Linked DNA regions of Mus musculus: region 1 is linked to region 2. The links are chromatin contacts, called in public HiChIP or PLAC-seq maps. All regions are on one chromosome and are shown on one strand. Each heading gives the region's core, a stretch centred on a gene start, on an enhancer-like site or on the middle of the called end of the contact. The rest is flanking DNA. Distances are from core to core; before and after follow the strand shown.

Region 1 (3,930 bases), core at 1,241-3,740, 76 kb before region 2:
TGGCCCGCTGTAGAACAGCCTGTGTGCTGGGCCTGGGGACCAAGGAGAATGATCAGGGCCCCAGGCTCCTCTTGGTCCTGGGACAGCCCTGCCCAGCTGGTGATCTTACCCAGTTCAGTGCAGCGTGGACTTCCGAGATGTCCACAACACTGGCACTCACCCCAACGCATACCCCCACTCAGGTGACCTCTGCGGGACGCCAGCCATAAGATCACCACCAGAGAGCGTCACTTCAACCTTTTTTGGTGGGGTTTTGGGTTTCTTGAGACAGGGTCTCACACTACAACTCAGGCTGGCCTAGAGCTTGCAGTGTGGCTCCGGCTATATAGTGAATCACCGGTGAACTATCGACCCACAGTTCTGTCTTGGCCTCCCTAGTGCTGGGATTCTAGGCACACACCACCTCAGGCTTCCCTTTGCTCAAGCACACATTCCCCACCCATCTAAAGCTAAATCTTTCCCACTGGGTGTGGAGGCACAGGCAGGTGGATCTCTGTAAACTCAAAGCCAGCCTGGTCTACAAACCGAGTTCGAGGACAGCCAGACTACAGAGAGAAACCCTGTCTTGGGGGAGGGGAGTACTAAATCTTCCCTCTTATTCACTGTGCTCCAGGTCCTGCTTCCTCCCAACATCCGTCAGTAAAGGACAGGGTTGCCCGACAAGCCTGACAACCTGAGTCTGATTCCTCAAAGCCCACAATGCAGTGGGGCACAGCTGTGATCTCAGCTTTCCCAGGGAGAGCTGCCAGGCAGATGGAAGGAGACTCGGATGGATGCAGGAAGCCAGCCTGCTACACCACACAGCAGGAAGGACAGAGACTCTGACTCAACACGGTAGAAGACGAGAACCCAATCAAGGTGTCCTCTGATCTGCACGCACGCTACAGTTTGAAGAATGGGACAAACCTGATGACTCTGTGGCTTCTCACTGAAGTTGTCACCAAGTTTTATCAATTCTACCTCCAAAATTATCTCCTCCCACTCTGCATCTAATCTAAAATTACTCAAGGCCACCCTTACACCTAAATTAGTCTTTTCTCTCTCTCAATTTTGTGTGTGTGTGTTTATGTGTGTGTGTTTCATGAGACAGAGTTTCTCTGTGTAGCCCTGGCTGTCCTAGAACTCTCTCTGTAGCCCAAGCTGGCCTCAAACTCAGAGATCCACCTGTCTGCCTCCCAAATGCCGGGATTAAAGAAGTTCACCACCACCACCCAGCATCTAGCAATCTCTAACTGATTTCAGGCCCACTCCTTTATGCCTCTTCAGCCTGCCTCAACCTGTGATCTTTCTGGTCCACAAACCGGCTTCTTAAATGCCTTCCCATTAACCTAAAAGTTAAAGTGCTGAACTGGGTTTGCAGCATCCCCAAAGACTTCAGCTGAGCCTGCTGACTTTACCACCCACCTCTGACGGAGGAAGAGGAGCTTGAACATTCGTACAGACAACACCTTCAACTTAGGATGCCCTTGTCCTTCTGCCTCACTCCCCCGTGGAACCTTTCGGCTCAGCTTTCTGAAACACGGGGACTCCCTAGGTTCACCTAAACTGTGTACGGTTTCCCAAGTCAGGCTCCCTTCCTGCAGCGCACTGACATCTGGAAAGCCCGTTTCTCTCTCCCACGTGAGTCTCTGAGCTCTGAACGCTGATGCCGGTGATGACACTTAACAGCAGCAAGGGACTTTCCACGCGTTCACGCTCTTAACTGGCCATGCTAGGCCCTGGACAACATACCACGTAACCCCTCACACATCTCAGAAGACAGATTTTATTATAACCCCATTTTAAGGATGAGGATACTGGGGTGGAGAGAGTCTCCGCTTGGAGCTGAGAACCCTAGTCGCACTCGGGGACCCAGTCCGCCCGCACTTCTGCTCTGTCCTCAGATCTGTCAGGGGCGGAGAGAAACGAGGGAAACGGGATGGAGGGATGGTGGGATGGATGACGAGTGAATGAATGAACGGTCTGTGACGGGAGGTCAGTGCGGCTCCCGGTCCGGGACACATCCAGGTCGCCCCCACCAGCCCCGCGCCGCCCCGCACTTCGCCCCCACGCGGCCGCAGCACGCCCACCCGCCGCAGCCGGCGCGCGGGGTCAGGGGGCGGTGACAGCCCGGCGGCGGGGGCGGAGATGCCACCAGCCGCGGTGTCACCCAGCCCGGGAGGCGACTCGCGCCCCGTCGGCCGCGCGGGTGCATGGCCACCCCTCCGGGCCGCTCCCGCCGCCCCGGGGCCCCGCGGCGCCCTCCGCCCGGGCCTCCCCTCCCCCACACAACCGTCCCGGCGTCCCGTGGCCCCGGTCCCCGGCCGCCTCGGGTCCCGCCTCCCGGGACTTCCGGACCGCTGGCGCCGCCCGGGCCTCACCTGCCATGTCCCGAACCCCACCACAGATGGAGGTGCATCACGGCCGCGAGAAGGCCGGGGGCAGCGCTTCACAGCAGACAAAGGGCGCCGCCATGTTAGAACCGGGCGGAACCGACCTCGCTGGCTTCCCGGCTGGGACTTCCGTCGCTGGCGCAGCGCTCGTCCGAGGTGCGCGACCGCCGGCAGGCGCATGCGCCGTGCCAGCCGAAAGTTAGTGCTCTTCTGGAGTTGGACCTCTTTTAACCCTTGTTTTCCGGCTCCACAGAGAGCTGCCGGGACACTTGCTGTGCACCGGACTCTGTGTTAAGCTCTTTACTGTTTATTGTCTCATTGCTCACACGATACAACCGAGTTCTTTCTCCTCTCTTTGGGAGGAGTGAAAACTTAGGTGCAAAAGGATTACTCAAACATCTTTGTGACAAAGGAAAGATGTGGACCTACTTGTGACTCCCTTTATGGTTTTGGTAATTTTATTTATTTGTTTGTTTGTTGTATTAGGGATCAAACCCAGCAACTCGGACTGGGTAAATAAATTACTCAGTGGCCTGTTGGGAGCCGACTCCTAGCAGAAAGCGGCTGTCATCTCTGCAGCCATCTCGGGCTATTTACTTACAAGTTGGTACTTTTCCACCCTGACAAGAGACTTGTTTTCCTACCATGATGTTTTTGCAAGAAGCCCACCACAGCTGAACACACTCTGATAACATCTTGTTTTTCTCTTACATATCCTGGATTTGTGGTTAAGTATCTCCTGCCATACTCCCAGCAAGTGCATATATACCCATAGTTGCCTTCCAATAAATGAGATTTGATCAGATAGCCTGTCTTGTCTCCATTCTTCGCGTCTCTTGCCCCTGTCCCCACTCTCTCTCTCTCAGACCCTGTTTACTGACCCGCGGGCCAGGTCAGTGGCACAAGTGCTTGCTTGCTACACAAGCTCTATCTTGAAAACCACGGTAAAAGCCAGGGGGCTGGCAGGAGAGATAGCTCAGAGGTTAAGGACACTTTTGCTCTTGTAGAGAACTTGGCTTCGATTCCCGGCACCCACATGGTGACTCCAATTTCAAGAGATCTGATGCCTTCTGCTATTTGCAGGAATTAGACATACATACAAGCATGCAGGCAAAATACTCATAGAATTTAAGTAAACATTAAATAAATAATAGTAATAAAATCTAGGAGTGGTGCATTCTGTAATCCCAGGGATTTATTGGCCAGTCAACCTATCGTATGGAAACCTCAGGCTTCAGTGTCCTGAAGGTTGGAAATTAGATTAGAACTAAAGATGTAGGTCAGTGGTAAAATACTAGCCTAGCATGACTGAGAATGCAGGCTCCATTCCCAGGGAGGAAGTGATATGGGAAGGGCATGAAGAAGGTCAGGGCTGGCAGCCAGGGTGGGTTTGTATTTAATTACTATGCCAGGACTGCAGAATATTAACTGTTATTTATAATTTCACTGAAAACTCTTCAAAGAACAAAGACTTAGCTGAGTGTGATGCACACCTTAATCCCAGCACTTGGAGGCTAGAGACAGGCAGCTCTCTGACTCTGCACACTAAAGATTCATG
Region 2 (3,853 bases), core at 999-3,498:
TCTCTAGAAGGATGGCTGACCTCTGTCCACGTATCCACCAGATCTCTCGCTTCTAAGTTTGCTGGAGTGCACGTTGAGACCTCTCAGGACAGAGAAGTTAAGACAATGCAGCTTGATTTGGGGGTGTCACTCAGGAAGCCCAAGATGCAGGATGAAGAATGGAGACTGTCCCAGCCAGCGTGACCACAAACTGCCCTGGCAGAGGGGAGTACGGGAGGAGCACGGGACTTGGAGACCCCAGGCCACAGACTCAGTGTGACTTTGGCAGGCATCACTGCTGTCTGGCCTCTATACTGTTCTGGGTGGCTCCTGTGCTCACGGGCCAGTGCACTCCGGCATGGGTTGGCCAAGGGGTGGAGAAGGGACCTGGTCACTAAGGAAAAAATATCCAGATACCTCACACCCACAACTGCCTTCATGGAAGGCCATCCATGAGTCGTTGGGGCTTCTGGGGACAGCTCAGACTCTGAGAGTAGACCTAAAAGACCCTTCAGGGCTTTCCACTCTGAGAACTGTCCCATTGGCCAGATGCCAGGCTGGGTTCCTCAGGTCTCAACAGACCAGGAGCCATACTGGATTTTCCCAGCTGCTTCTAACGTGGTGCCTGACACTCAGGAAGTACCTCGTCACCCCCAATCAACTTGAACCAACTTCATACAGCCTGACCATGCTCCTCCTGTCCCTCCTGCTGTCACCTTCCGGGGACCCCCTGAGTCACTTCCCTCAACACTCCCCCGGGAACCTGAGGAAGCCCTCAAAGTCCAGAGAATGGGAGAGGGCTGCTTCCAACATTCCAACACCCCCTCCTGGGGTGTCCCCAGGGGGCCTGCCAGCCCACTCTAAGGCCATTTTACCTTTCTCTGTCTGGGTAAATTACCAGTGACCAATACAATGTCAGTCTTGCAAGACCTTGGGGCTGAGGTGAGTAGACTTGACCTCTGTACACTCTCACTCCTGGCCCCGCCCCCTGCTCCCACAGTGGGTAAGACTCCCAAGTGGGACAATGGCCCAACCTCTTTTTTTTTTTTTTTTTTTTTTTTGGTTTTTTGAGACAGGGTTTCTCTGTATAGCCCTGGCTGTCTTGGAACTCACTTTGTAGACCAGGCTGACCTCGAACTTAGAAATCCACCTGCCACTGCCTCCCAAGTGCTGGGATTAAAGGCGTGCACCACCACTCCCGGCATGACCCAACCTCTTTTGAGGTGTTTGCTTTTTTTTTGACACAGGCTCTCATGTAGCCCAGGTTGGCCTCAAATTCTCTATGCTGTGGATGCTGGCCTTGAGCTCTTGATCTTCCACTTTCTGAGTGCAGGCATGTCCCCATACTCCGCAACCTCTCCTAAAATATTACTCCAAATACAAATATTCCCTCCCCACAGCATCTATGAAAGATCCTATGCACACACACACACACCCATTTACAGACAGTGCTCTCCCCAAACCCCACAGATGAGGGACAGTCACTCCAGTTCTCTGGAATCACCTTGGAATGGCCAAGGTGCCAGGTGAGAGACAAAGGCCCAGGGGTTACTGGGAGCATCAGCTGTCCTCTGTCCTCTCCTGTCCCCTGAGCAGGGGTGGGGGTGGGGATGGAGTTAGGGATGAGGGTGGGGAAGAGGGAGCCTTGATAACCTGTTCATCCCTACTGACCCCTTCCTGCGTGGGGTGGGGGTAGGGTTCTGGGGCTAAAGACACAGGCACCCTGAGAGGAGAAATGGGATCCTGGCTTAAAAAGGCCTGCCGGCATCTTGAGCGGGAGCGAGGTCTTCCTGGAGCTCAGTGGCCCATAAGAGGACCAGAAAAAATAGGAAGGCTCCCTCCCCTCTCAGGCACACTGCAGGAGGCGTGTAGCTGCGGGGAAGAAAGCATGGCACCGGACCTTGCTTCATGCCACCTGCCGGGTGCCGAGTGGGGCGTGGGGTGCGGAGACCTCCGTCCCCTCTGCGCGCTGCTCGCCCCCCTCCCGAGCTCTGTCCCCGTGGGGCGCACCGTGTCCTCTGGGGCGCGGCTGATCCATGAAGGGCGGACACCCACCCTGGCTTCCCTGAGCGGAGCGCTGGTGCCCCCCCCCCCGCCCCCCGCTTCTCGCTGCGTCCCGGGCCGCCCTGTCCTCACCTCGCGACACACAGGATCCCATCACGGGGCGGCGGGGCTGGGCCACTGCGCCTGGGGTGCGGTGGGCGGCCGCGCGCTCATGTCTCCGTGGGCCGGGGCTGCGCGGCTCGCCCTCCTCTCGCTCCTAGTCCCCGCTGCCGCGTCCGGATCGCCTCGCGCCGCGCCCGCAGCTGCCAAGGCCGGGCGACACCGCGGCGGGCGGGGACCCGGGGAGCGCGGAGGGGGCGGGGCTGGGGTGCGCCCCGCCCCCTCTGTGCCAGTGTACCTGTTGTCGCTAACCAAAGTAAGGCAAACCAAAGTAACAGGACTCGGCCCTGTAAGGAAGACTTCTAGTTTCAAATCTGAGTAGCGCCTGCTTTCTGGAGCTCAAGGTCAGGGGAAAGGGCTGGGAAGGGGAATTCTGCAAAGATGAGCCTCATCCCACTGTGCACAATGAGCAAGATCGAGCTTTGTTTTGTTTTATTTTATTTTGTTTTATTTTATTTTATTGGCTTTTCGAGACAGGATTTCTCTGAATAGCCCTGGCTGTCCTGGAACTCAGTTTGTAGACCAGGCTGGCCTCGAGCTCAGAAGTATGCGTGCCTCTGCCTCCCAAGTGCTGGGATTAAAGGCGTGCACCACCACTGTCTGGCCCTGAGCTTTATTTTTAGTGTGTGTGTGAGAGAGAGAGAGAGGGATCAAAGTACACTTGGGGTGGCGGGTGGGGGGGGACGGGACTCTATTCTTTCTTTCCACTATGTGGGTCTCAGGGATCAAACTTGGTAACCAGACTTCCTGGTAAGTACCTTTAACCTGCCGAGCCATCTCGCCAGCCTCCAGGTCAGGGGTTTTTGATAGTCACCTGCTTATGGGAGGATGCTGGTCCAGGGAGGGAGTTCTGAGGGAGGACCAAGACACTGCATTAGTGGCCTCCTGGCTAGATAAGCGGTCTCATGCAAGAAGGTAGGCTACCTCCCAGGGCTCCTCTGGAGCAAGGAAGTATAGGCAAACCCTACCTAGGAACTTCTGTCATGGAATAGTGGAGGCTAATTGCTGGCACTTGTATGGCTGTTAGCGTGTGTGTGTGTGTGTGTGTGTGTGTGTGTGTGTGTGTGTGTGTGTGTTCCTCTTCTCACACATATGCACTGTGTGCATTCACATGCACTCATTTAGGATCCTGGAGAGAGTGGTCAGATGTGCTGTGACAAACCTTGCCAGGCCTGAAGCACCCTGTATCTGAGGTAAATGTCACCTCACCCCATCCTTGGACATTCCTGTTTCCAGACAGAGGAGTCAATGGGTCTGTTTACCAGCCCTGTATCACTAGAGACAGCCCTGGGGGATGAATATGGCTTAGAGCAAGGGTTTGAAGACCCTGTGCAGAGCAGAAGCCAGGCCTGCTGGGGCTGCCCAGGGCTGGGGACTCGAGCTATTGAGTAAAGTCAGAGTGGAGGTGGCCCCATGCTGTCTCTGGTGCTTTAAGACCTAGGTGTAAATGGAGACCTGGCTCATATAGACAGTGTTACTTAAACCCACAACTGAATCTGAAAGGAAAACACATGAATATCACTGCTCCATACACAACACAGGACAACAGGGGGCATGCATCACAGATAGCCCCGAGACCGGTGACTTACAGTGCACAGGAGCAGGGATGCCACCACTTGGGAGGTAGAATCAGGGTGGTCAGAAGTTCAAGGTCATCTTTGGTTACGTAGTGAGTTCAAGGTCAGCCTGGGTTACATGAGACCCTGCCTCA

What was found. HiChIP or PLAC-seq counts read pairs in DNA pulled down with a chosen protein or histone mark.
Region 1: an H3K4me3 HiChIP or PLAC-seq map of embryonic stem cells shows a contact between it and region 2, with 17 read pairs. The contact joins the promoter of Zbtb17 here to the promoter of Fam131c in region 2. A contact is called at or near these places in 4 of 39 promoter capture datasets (the 3T3-L1 cell line, embryonic stem cells, liver and 1 more), 1 of 15 datasets of contacts at CTCF or cohesin (embryonic stem cells), 17 of 484 Hi-C or Micro-C datasets (the AML12 cell line, the C2C12 cell line, the HL-1 cell line and 11 more), 5 of 115 datasets of contacts at active chromatin or transcription factors (the HPC-7 cell line, embryonic stem cells, kidney and 1 more) and 3 of 9 other capture datasets (adipose tissue, liver and pancreatic islet).

Annotation. Positions count from the first base shown.
Region 1 is chr4:141,443,233-141,447,162 of GRCm38.p6, reverse strand. It overlaps Zbtb17 (zinc finger and BTB domain containing 17), which reads right to left and starts at 2,490. Exons shown (of 16, transcript NM_009541.2): 1 at 2,361-2,490. Gm42337 reads left to right here. Exons shown (of 4, transcript XM_030253993.1): 2 at 114-182; 3 at 1,980-2,570; 4 at 2,859-3,177. The coding sequence ends at 2,926.
Region 2 is chr4:141,366,587-141,370,439 of GRCm38.p6, reverse strand. Fam131c (family with sequence similarity 131, member C) reads right to left here and starts at 2,248. Exons shown (of 7, transcript NM_001085513.2): 1 at 2,116-2,248. The coding sequence starts at 2,137.